Regions from separate parts of the Hordeum vulgare genome. Here region 2 is linked to region 1. Evidence: chromatin contacts called from public Hi-C data. All regions are on one chromosome and are shown on one strand. Each heading gives the region's core, a stretch centred on a gene start, on an enhancer-like site or on the middle of the called end of the contact. The rest is flanking DNA. Distances are from core to core; before and after follow the strand shown.

Region 1 (5,541 bases), core at 2,869-5,368:
CTGGGCCAAAGGGAAGACATCAAAGAATGTTAAAGGGGGAAACAGATTGGCCAAATCTGGATGGATGTCTTCCTTCGGCAACATCCCTCTAAAAATGCTGAGTTTTCAAAATGATAGAAGAAACCTGAATAATTTTCAATACTTTCCAATTTGCGCTCGCTGGACCAAGTGTGCTCATTGTTCCTATGGGCAAAAGAAGCTTTCAGTACATCTGCAATTCTCCGCTGTATATCATACCCTGAGTGTGCATAAAGTCCACTATTTCCAGCAGTAGCAAGTGTCGCCGCAGAAAAGTTTGCCGTAGCACGTTCTGCTGGTGGCTGCTCAACTTGCTGCTTGACAGCGTTCTTTGGAGGCCTGCCCCTTCGACGCTGTGGTTTTGGCTCTGGCTCTGGCAATGGTTCTGGTTCTGGTTCACTGGCATCACTATCTTGCCTAAGATTCTCAAAGTCCTTCTTAGCAACCTCTTGAATAGATCGTGCCTATAATAGATTACATGTGAATGTTACATATGCACCACATCTCATGGGTTAATAAAAAAAACATCACAAGACTCATCACCAAACAAGTAGGTTCAAGATTTGACCTGTCGATAGTATACTGTGTCTGGTGAGTTGTAGCACATGGCGTTCGAGGTTATCAAAAACACATCATCCTGTAAATAGGAAATTTATGTCATTTTGAATGAGCTTAGTATAATATAAATAATATTTTGAGCTTAGTTAAACACCATTGATTATAAATTAAGTACTGGTACAGCCAGCATTCAACAGCGGGTCAAAGTTCCATTTGTTCTTGGGGTGTGACTTGCATGACCAAGGCCATGGTTTAAAAGAAAGCATGCTATAAATAAAACTAGGTAAAGGAAATGATGTTAGTGATCTGAGGTAAGACTAAATCGAATGCTCAATGAAAATGCAGATCTGTGATGCTGGTTACAGGCGTATAGTATATATAGAACCAATATTTTTCAAGTGGCAACAGAGGTGGCAGCAGATAAGTAAGTACATCAAGTAGAAATGGTGGCACCAGAGCAAACCTACTCACTTCATTAAATATATATCCCATTCTCATGCATAACAAACAACTGATAACTTCAATCTGAAGTCCAACACACTTTGTTGCTGAGTACTACTATGACAAACTTCATAAGAGGTCATAGGTACAAGCATTCCATTTTCTAAATTACTTGTAATTTATCTTATTCTACTTCTTTGACCATAAGTAACATAAGTACTGCATGTACAAGATTTTTATATACTTAGTAGAACATGGAACTTCGTAGTGAATATTGTACAAGCATACACACACTGGTGTTTTCTCTCTAAACAAAGCGTCATTTCATCTTGACTCAAATGAATGAAAAAGCTTTTATTTCATAGAAATTCATGAGGGCATTATTTCCATTTGAAAAATTATACATTTACAGCTTGGCCTGTCTATCATGCACATTTTGAGAATAATTCACAGTTTATTTATTTACCTGCTAGAAGGAATGTCGTTCTTTCTACTTGTGTTGCTAGTTATTCTTATGGAACTATATATAAATCGCATACCTTACATGGCTTGTTAGTACCCAAATTACATAAACAACCTTTGACATAAGTGGGCATGCAGATACAGAAAGACAACGGCACCAGATATTCATTAGATATAAACACTTATTCCTTCACTTACTATAACAGATACCTTCATTTAGATTTCAGTTTCAATTCAAAGACACTTGTTAACTGTATTTACACATTAAACTGTATTTACTGTATTGGTCTTGAAATGTGTTGTGCTTTATATAGTTCTATCTTCCCTTGAGAGTACATGAGATCAGAAGATATCGATTACATGGACCATTGTCAGAAGCAAATCTTCCAGGTTTCAATTATGCATTTGCACTATTTCAAATCCATTGAAGAGGATCCAACAGAATGAATATCTGGTCCTCAAAAGCACAGTGCATTGGCGCAGCGATACAGGATACAAGACTCCAATGACAACAGTACATAATATATTCTGAAGCAAACAAGATGCCATAATTTTACTAACTGAATATTGATCTATAAGAATCTCAACAAAAATGTGAGGGCTGGTGTTACAAAGAAGAGAAACATCAGCATGGAAGGAACCATTAGCCTCACAGGGTGGATGAATAATCTAGCTGATCTAGCAACTAAGTCAACCAAATCGCTGTAACAGCTGATTAAACCAGAAAAGGTCAAACAGCACGACCACAAGTAAAAAAAAAGATTCCACACTGACCTCAAACTGCTCCAGGTTGGCATATGCCCCCTTATCAAGCTTCTTCCTAACTGTCGAAAAATCCATGGGGTGCTTGACAATATCTTTGTAGTCAGGCAGCTGACAGTACATGGGCAATCACAAGCAAACCAATCAGCTTCCAATAAAACAAAACCAAGAAAACAAGCATTCGCTTCAAAACACACCTCCTCGTCATCAACCGGCTCCGAGAATACGCCATATGTGTCCTTCCTGCACGAAAACAGAGAAACCGGCCTCAGATAAGTTGCCACTGAAACGGGAAGGGAGGAACAAAAAGAAAAAGAAGACGAAGAAGCAGAAGCAGAGAAAGCATAGCAACTCACTTCTGCAGCCTATCAAGGATGAAGACCAATAACTTTTTGTCAGGCAGGGGCGTCGTGGGGCCGGAATCTGACGGCTCTGAGCACAGGAACAATCAGCATTAATTAATTAAACAGGAAACGAACCGGAATGCATCCACCAGTACAGGAATTAAAAAATGGCATCTTTTTTGTTCGTGCACATTCGTTCGTCGTCCAGTATTACTATTATTTCGCCTCCGTCGGAAACCTGAAGAAGAATAAATGCATGGGACGAGGGGGAAAACCGACCTTCACGCCCATCCGTCACTGTCCTCCTCTTTTCTCCCTGCAGCGGCAGCGGCAGCGGCAGCAAAAAGATAAGTAAAGAAGTTAGTATAGTAGACAAGAATTAAAATATCCAGACGGAAATCCCTGGGAGAAAATCGCGAGACCCGGGGCAGAAAAAGGCGCCAGAAAAGGCGGCAGTTACCGAGCAAGCACTCAGAGAGATCCTTACTTATATACCCTGCCGTCGCCGGGGGAAATATTTGGCGCGAAAGGCAGGGCGAAGCCAGACCAAAAAAAGGCACGCCTTTAAAAGCTCCGATGCATAAAAGAAATGGCGCCAATTATTGCCGGGGGATGCGAGCGAGCGAGCGAGCCAGGGTTTTGGTTTATCCGCCGAATGATTGGGAGAGGGAGGGAGCCGAGCCGGGCGGCGTTGACCACTGTCGCGGCGGCAGAGGGGGGCAGAGTGGGGGGCAGTAAAATAAATAGCGGGGCGCGGGCAGAGAGGGAGGGAGAGGGGGAGGCCCTTTCCGCGGCTGGGACGGCGGGGCGGGCGGCTCGGGCGGTGCAGATCCGCGGCGAATTGGGCGAATTCGGGCGGGGAGGGCGCAGATCGGGGCGCAAACCTTGGCCGATCCGTCGTGGAGGCCGACGACGAGGCGCAACTTCTTCTCGCGGCGGGGGTCGTCGTCGTCGTCGCCCGAGTCGTCCTCGTCCTGCGGCGCAGGGTTGCGGCGCGTGGAGGGGCGGCGCTGCTGGTGCGGCGGCGGGGGCGGGGGCGGCGGCGGGGGCGCCTGCTGCAGCTTCTGGAGGCGGAGGCTGCGCTTCTGGAGGTCGAGAAGGGAGGGCCGGCCCTTCTTCTTCCGCTTCCGGCGGGGCGGGGGAGGCGCCGACATCGCCGCCGGCCGCGGCGGCGGCTGCTGCTTGCCCATTGCACGGCGGGGCGGGGCGGGGCGTCTGCGCTCTGTTCGCGGCAGGGGCGTTGCGGGTGGGTATCGCGTGTGCCGGGGGGCGTGCTGGGGGTGGGTACACTTTTTGGTGCGCTGCGGTTCTGCGCCCTTTTTTTTTTCTTTCTCTTTTTCTTTTTCTTTTTTCTCCGGTGGTTTGGGCTGGGCTGGGTCTCTTTGTACACCACGTGAGCTGCGTGCGATCGGGATCCGTATTAGTAAAGTAAAAATACGTATTCATACTGTATCATGTATATGTATGTAGTATGTTGTTAGGGCATCCTAAGGTAAAGAATTGAAAGAAACTGACGCTTTTGGAAGCTCCGGGACTCTAGGCCGTTTGATCGAAATCTCGACGCTCAGAGATTCTGGATGGTTCAATTGAAATCACAACGCGACGCCATCCATTTGATCTCTTTGTAAATCCCATACCGTTATGGGGGGTAGTTTTGTCATTTCACGTCGACACATAAAAAGACAGCAGCTTCCCGTGTTAGAACCCTAGTTGCCACCCCACCCACGTGTTCTCCTTTGCTCGCTCTCTTCTCTTCCCAGCCGCACTCTCTTCCTTCCATTTCCCCGCGCCGCCACCGATTCATCTCTTTTTGATATGTCATCCTGACCCCTCCCCACTTCCTCTGCTACATTGCCTTTGTCTAGATTAAAGCAAGGAGGATCGGCCAAGTTCCCTGCATTTTATACTTGTGTCGGTGCGTCATCCCGAACCACTATGGTTGCCAAATCCACACCTCTCCCTTTTCCTTTGCTCAATCGGTCACTTCCTCACCATCGAGTCCCCTGATCCGTTGTCCTCGACGTACCCATTGCGCTAGGGTTTTTAATCCTAGCACCAACCACCACTAGATGTTGTCAAGGAGCAAGAGCACAAGTTGTCTTTGGCACATCGCATGAGACGACAGTGGTCTTTCTCCAGCATCCTCGCCTAGCAATGTTGATTATCATAGCTCCAAGTCGACCTATAGGTTCCTCGCAGAAGATCTCTCTCTCTCACACACACACTCTTTCTCTCGCCTCCTCTCCTCCTCTCGCACTCTCTCCCCCTCTCCCTCTCTCTCTCTCTCTCTCTCTCTCTCTCTCTCTCACACACACACACACACACACAAGTTTTTGATGCAAGCCCATGGATAGATACCTAACCCCACATAGAAGACTTCACAAAGATCATGTTTTAGTGCACAAAAGCGTAATGGATAATTCTTACCATAAAATAGGATTACTTGATCCTACTTGGTACAATGTCTACACTTTGTGTGTTGATCAACTTGAATCACTCTTTGCCTTAGTATTGAACTCTTGATCAACCATGTATCTTATTTTCTCTCCTCATAAAGATGATGTCTTGAAGGTAAACATTAATGTTCACACAATCCTTTTCTCCAAGACATGCTTGCAATAGGCTCAACTCTTACATTACTAATCTCTGGATAATTCCTTGAATAACACCTTGATCACACAAAATCCTCTTCTAATAACCTTGAACCCAACAAATGGTCTTCAAAAAATTCCTATGGATAAACCCTTCAAATATATCTTAAGGCAGCCATTAGTCTCTAAGGATTGTCATCAATTACCAAAACCTAACATGAGGCCACCATGCTCTTCCAAAGATGATTCTAACTTCTAACTTTTTTTATTTATGAGTCTATTTACTGAATTGCTCTTTCATGCATTCTAATTACCTCTTTTATTCGTCAAATGTTATATAAACATAGCCATGAGCACACACGTGA
Region 2 (5,679 bases), core at 1,011-3,510, 59 kb after region 1:
AATAAGCTAATTACATGGGACTCGCGGACGTCGCTTATTTGTCACTTACATCCCTAGCACTCAATATGAGATGAGGGACCGGATTTGTCAAGTCCGGTTATAGATGCTCTTATGGATAGATGATTTTGTGGCGCACACAAGTCATCTCTTCCGCCTCCCTCCCTCACAACGTTATCCAATGTCTCCCTTCCCTCCTTTTCCTTCCCCTTTCATTCCTCAGCCTTGCAACCTAGATGCTTTATTTATCACCACGTGTGAATTTTATAATACGAGGGAATGTGCTTAGATAGAATGTGGATGCTAGAGACTCCGCGATCACACGATGATATAAACTTTAGAAACTTGTGTGAAGTTTATACCGTCATGTGTACCATTGAAATGTATCTAAACACATATGTCAGCTTCTACGACTTGATGATCTTTTGATCCACTTATTATCCCTTTGTTGCAGTGCTCGGCAGGTGGAACATGGTCGCTCATCATTTACCACGCCTTTTGGTAAAAATGACGGAGCTCATTTAGTTATCATATATACATGGCAAACTGAAATTAGCACACCAGTCAATTTCTACGCTACTGACTCCGTGATTGTCTGATCGCCTTCTCCCTTTACTGCAGGGCTCGACAGAAAGAACACAATTGACGATCATTGTGGCGCCTTCTGGTGCAAACAGTGGAAGCCTTTTAATAATATATACTATAAAGAGGAATCTGTGGTTGTCATCATGATGGTTCAAACATCCCCCGTCGCTGATGACATCCTCCACACGAAAAGACTGGCGCTAACATAGTCTCAACAACCCATGGTAAAAACAAAAAATCAGTCGTCGTTATAAACTATGGGTTTGCTATTTTACATCTAGATGTAATATAGTTACTTCACATCTAAGTCATCTACCGTTAGATTATTTTGTCTTTATTCTTTGTGCAATTGGTGATCTCACCCGATAAAACGTCAAATGAGCACAAAAATGCTATTCGATGCATTTCGCGGCAAAGACTGGAGGCTTCCACCCCCCCCCTCCACCCCCACCCCCCCGGCGCCCGGACAATATTTGGGCCAGCCCAGTTCGCTTAGCAATCGATTTTGGGAACCTTCTAGGAGGTTATCTGAATTGTTTTTTTACCAGCTTCTTTTCTTTTTTCATTTTTATGTTTCTGTTTCTTTCTATTTTGAATTTTCTAGTTCTTTTGTTTTCTGCTTTTATCCTTTTTCCAAGGTTATTATATATATTTGAAATAAGTTCTTGTTTGAAAATTTTCCTTCGAATTTGATTTTTTTTTTGCTTTTTAAAGAAATGTTCTGAATTAGAATAGTTGCCATTTTTCCAATACATTAATGACATCAACAAATGTTCCGGATTTAAAAAAATGTTCGGTATTTTAGAAAAATGTTCTTTATTTTCAGAAAATGTTCGGTATTTCCAAGAACTGTTCCAAATATCAAAACTTTGTAATTCTTAATCATGTTAATATTAAATAATTGTTCTTAAATTCAAAACATGTTCTTGCTTTTCAAAATGTTCCAAATTTAAAGCAAATGTCATTTTCCAAACATTGTTCATAAATTAGAAAATTTTCCCGGTTTTTAAACGATGCTCTGGATTTTAGAAACAAATCTTGTTTTTCAATAAAATGTTCGTGTTTTTCAATAAAGTTCTGGCATTAACAAAAATCTTCATATTTTCAAAAATTGACCACAAATTGGAGTTCTAAATAATGTTTCCTTTATCCCAAAAGCGCTCACATTTTTGAAACTCCTGAAAAATGAAAATATGAGCAATTTTTGAAATTTTGAACAATTTGTTTCGGTAATTTCTGAACTTTCTGAAACACGGACAATTTTTAAAATTATGTACAAAATTTAAAAGCGAGAAAAGTTTCTAATTTTTTTATTTTTTTAAATTAGAATTGGTTTTAATTTTCTATAGATTTTTTAAGCATTAACATTTTTGAAAATTGTGAATGAAAATTTAAGGCGATAATTATATTTTTTAACTTTCAAAAAATATTTGAAATTGTCAAATTGAAAAATAGGAAAATACATAAAAAAAGAAAAGAACGAAAAAACAAAAAAATACAGCTGTTCTGTGCGAAGCCGCAAAGAAACAGTGAAAAATGCACGGCGCGACCCAAAAGGCCCCCATATAAGCTACTCTATGAGAAGCCACAGCTAGTTGCCGCATAATTCTTCACATAGGACGTCCCGAGCCATTCATGCTGTCCCGTTTCGCTGTGTTGGGCCTATGCAGCAAGCTTTACGTATGGGCCGCACTCTTTCTGTGTTTGTTTTTTTTAACTTGGTTCTTTTTTGTTTACTCTGATATAGGTCGTTGCCTCATTGGGATATCACGTTCCTTCTCTATCTTTAGTATAGCATGTTTCATACATAAACAAATAAAATAAAATATTGTTGCACGTTTCTTCACTTATCGTTGTCGGGTCGTTGTTTTTGTCGCTGGCCATGTTTTTGCTTCGTTATTGTCATTGTGTGAGGCTTTTTGACGCGTTTTGATTATTTGTCATAGTATTGGCCAATTTTCTTTTGTCTTAGTTACATGTCCACCGTCCATGCACAAGTGGGCTCTTGATTTTTTTTTTTGCCGCAATTGCAAGTCAACCAGAGACTCGCAACTAGTCTGACATTTTTTGGGTCCGCGTTGCAAATCCACAATTGACATGCAACTGGACACTTTATTTTTTGCCCTTAGTTGCAAGTCCACTCTCGACTCGTAACTAGACCCGATGTTTTTTTGGATCCAGTTACAAGTCTATCCCTCGACTCATAACTGGGCTCAATATTTATTTTGTATCACAACTGGATTTGGTCATTTTCTTGCATTAGTTGTAAGTTCAGGGCGGACAAGCAACTGCGCTTGGCATTTTTTCCGCCTCAGTTGCAGCTCCAGCATGGGCTCACAACTAGGGGTTGACCATTTTTGTCATAGTTTCAAGTCAAGCATCAACTCACAACTATGCCCGTCCATTTTTATCCTAGTTGTATGAAAATCATGGACTCACGACTGGACTCTTAGTGTTATTTACCGCAGTTGCAAAGTCACGACTTGTAACTAGATCCGATTTTTTTCCCAGTTGTAAGTCCATGATTGACATGCAACTGGCCCTTGATCCTTTTTGCCCTTAGTTGCATGTTCATCCTTGACTAGCAATTAGACTGGATGTTTATTTGTCTCCAGTTGAAAGTCCACCCCTCGACTCGCAACTCGCTCAATGTTTCTTTTGTTTTATAACTAGGCCCAAGTCCTTTTTTGCATTAGTTGTAAGTCCACCTTTAACTTGTAACTGTTTTTTTGTCTTATTAGTTGCAAGTCCATCATTGACTCACAACTAGAAGCTCACTTATTTTTGTCCTAGTTGGAAGTTAACACCAACTCACAACTGGGTATCTATTTTTTTGTCTTAGTTGCATGTCCATCGTTGACTCGCAACTAGGTGCTCATTTGTTTTTGTCCGAATTACAAGTTAATGCCAACTTGTAACTGGGCCCGCTCCTTTTTAACCACCAACTCAAAACTAGGCTCTTGATCCTTCTTTTTGTCGTAGTTGCAAGTGAACCAACGACTTGCAAGTGGGCAGGCTCTTTCTGTCCCAGTTGCAAGTTCTCCACTAAGATGCAAGAGGACCCTTAATCCATTTTTTTCTAGTTGCAAGTCCACCCTTAAATCATAACTTGATGTTAACTTTTTTTGTTCCAATTACAAGTTAACCATCAACTCACAAATTTTTTTTTTGAAAAGGAGGAAACGAGCCCCCGACCTTTGCATCATCAACTCACAATTTTGCCCGTTCTTTATTTTATCCGAGTTACGTTGCAAGACAACCACCGACTGAAAGTTGGTCTCTTGATCCTTTTCTTTGCCGAGGTTGCAAGTCAACCAACGACTTGCAATTGAGCTTGGACTTTTTTGTCCGCTAGTCCTCAATTGATATGTAAATAATCATACCTATTCAACTCCCAGTTGCATGATATTTATCCCAACGATTGCATTATATTAGTATTTTTTGAAACGCAATAGTGAAACGAGAAGATACAAAAGATGCATAAAATAAAATTGAAGTGATATGGCAACAATTGTCAATTGGAGATCATGCGTCAATGTTTGACAATTAAACGAACCGTCTAGCTCACCTAGTCTCGTTTCATGTCCTATTGAACTGCTACACTGTGATCTTTAATCGAGCAGACAATCATGCAAGAACCAATTTCTCTAATGACCCCTGCAGAAATTTAATTAAAACTTAGGATTTGGAGAATAGGAGTATAATTTGGAGTACAACCCAGCAATATTCCTCTCTGACTCTCGGAGAACCCAAGATCACCAGAGGAAAAAAATTGATGCGAAGTTGAGAATCAGTGAGGACTTTATTGTATTTGCAGTGGTACGGAAGGAAGACACATGACATGCTGAAATCGTGTATAATCATCCATCGAGAGTGTACACATACATCCACATCCACACGCAGGTGCGGCCACTACTCGAACTAGCACCGTAACAATCCCAACTAGTACATGCACTAAGACTAGGCATATTAGTTACAGGAGAGGCTATTGTGAGAGAGAGTCTTACGGTCTGTTTGGATGTAGATATTCAGGAGTGTGGCATTGAATTGGCTTCAATATCAAATCTGCAGGATATTGATTCAGACTCAATGTCAAATCTAGTGTTTGGACGTTGATATATTAGGAAGTTGGAATCTAATCAAAGCGACCAATATCATTTCATGTTTGGATTGTAAAAGTGTTGAATTGCAAATGTGAGACTCCTGATTCCAGATCTGCTGATGGGTCTCTTCCCGTGATGGAGGGGCTTCCACCTCGGCTCGCCGGAGTAGCCCCCGAACTACGGGCCGACGAAGGGCGGAAGGCACGATGACCTAGGTGGCAGCCGGAGCAGCCCCGAAGCAGTAGCCAACGAAGGGAGAGGGGGAGACCGGGAGACGCATGCATGAGGTCAACATTGCACGCCAGAGAGCAGCGGTTGCTGCTGCTGTGCACGAGGCGCTCAACCATGGCGCGGCGGCTGTGGATGAAGTCGTGGGATGCGGGAGGCGCTGTAGTGGGGATGGAGTGCTAGAGAGTACCAGCGAAAATCGAGATCATGAGCTCGGAATTGGTCGAGGGGGTGATGTACACCAGAAAAGGAATGGTTCGATATTGAGCCTCAATTCCACGAGTGAATGTTGTGTGCAACGAATCTGTTCCACCATTACCAACATCCAAATGGGCCGTTAGGACAATGTATAATCATGCTATCTTAGGTGTGCCACATAGGATAATTGATGAGGTGAAAAAAAGCTTTGTTTTTTCTTAGTTAAGAGAAAACAAGAAATGATCTTTTAACACAATATGTCTCATCACGTTTTTAGGATTAACTAGTTATTGAATATAAGGCTAAGAGATGACACATTGTAGATTTTTTTTTATCATTTTTAAATTACATGCATGACTAAAGATAAGACTACTTTATCAATCATTATACATGCCCTTAGGAGCAGTCGACGGGATAGCATTTTTCCAACCGCAACGCCAAATTGTCATACTATAGCAAAAGGGCCCGTGCGTTGCAACGGGAGAAAAAAATACCACACGTTTTTAATCTTTTTATAATCATTTTGATTTATTAAAATAATAAGCTAACTAACTAATGTAGTCAGTCC

Evidence for each region. A called contact is a pair of places that touch in the nucleus more often than the background predicts.
Region 2: a Hi-C map of seedling shows a contact between it and region 1, with 1.5 times the contacts expected there. The contact joins the enhancer-like site here to the promoter of LOC123451862 in region 1. A contact is called at or near these places in 2 of 6 Hi-C or Micro-C datasets (leaf and seedling).

The regions. Positions count from the first base shown.
Region 1 is chr5H:510,751,623-510,757,163 of MorexV3_pseudomolecules_assembly, forward strand. It overlaps LOC123451862, which reads right to left and starts at 4,119. Exons shown (of 10, transcript XM_045128407.1): 1 at 3,470-4,119; 2 at 2,865-2,901; 3 at 2,598-2,673; 4 at 2,439-2,484; 5 at 2,254-2,352; 6 at 587-655; 7 at 125-482. The coding sequence starts at 3,775.
Region 2 is chr5H:510,812,276-510,817,954 of MorexV3_pseudomolecules_assembly, forward strand. No RefSeq gene overlaps it. Among protein-coding and RNA genes, the nearest start is that of LOC123397080, 20 kb to the right of the region's middle. Within about 2 kb of position 2,261, at least 2 of the 3 cell types and tissues checked have open chromatin away from gene starts, as enhancers often do. A contact at or near this core is called in leaf and seedling, where this site is marked.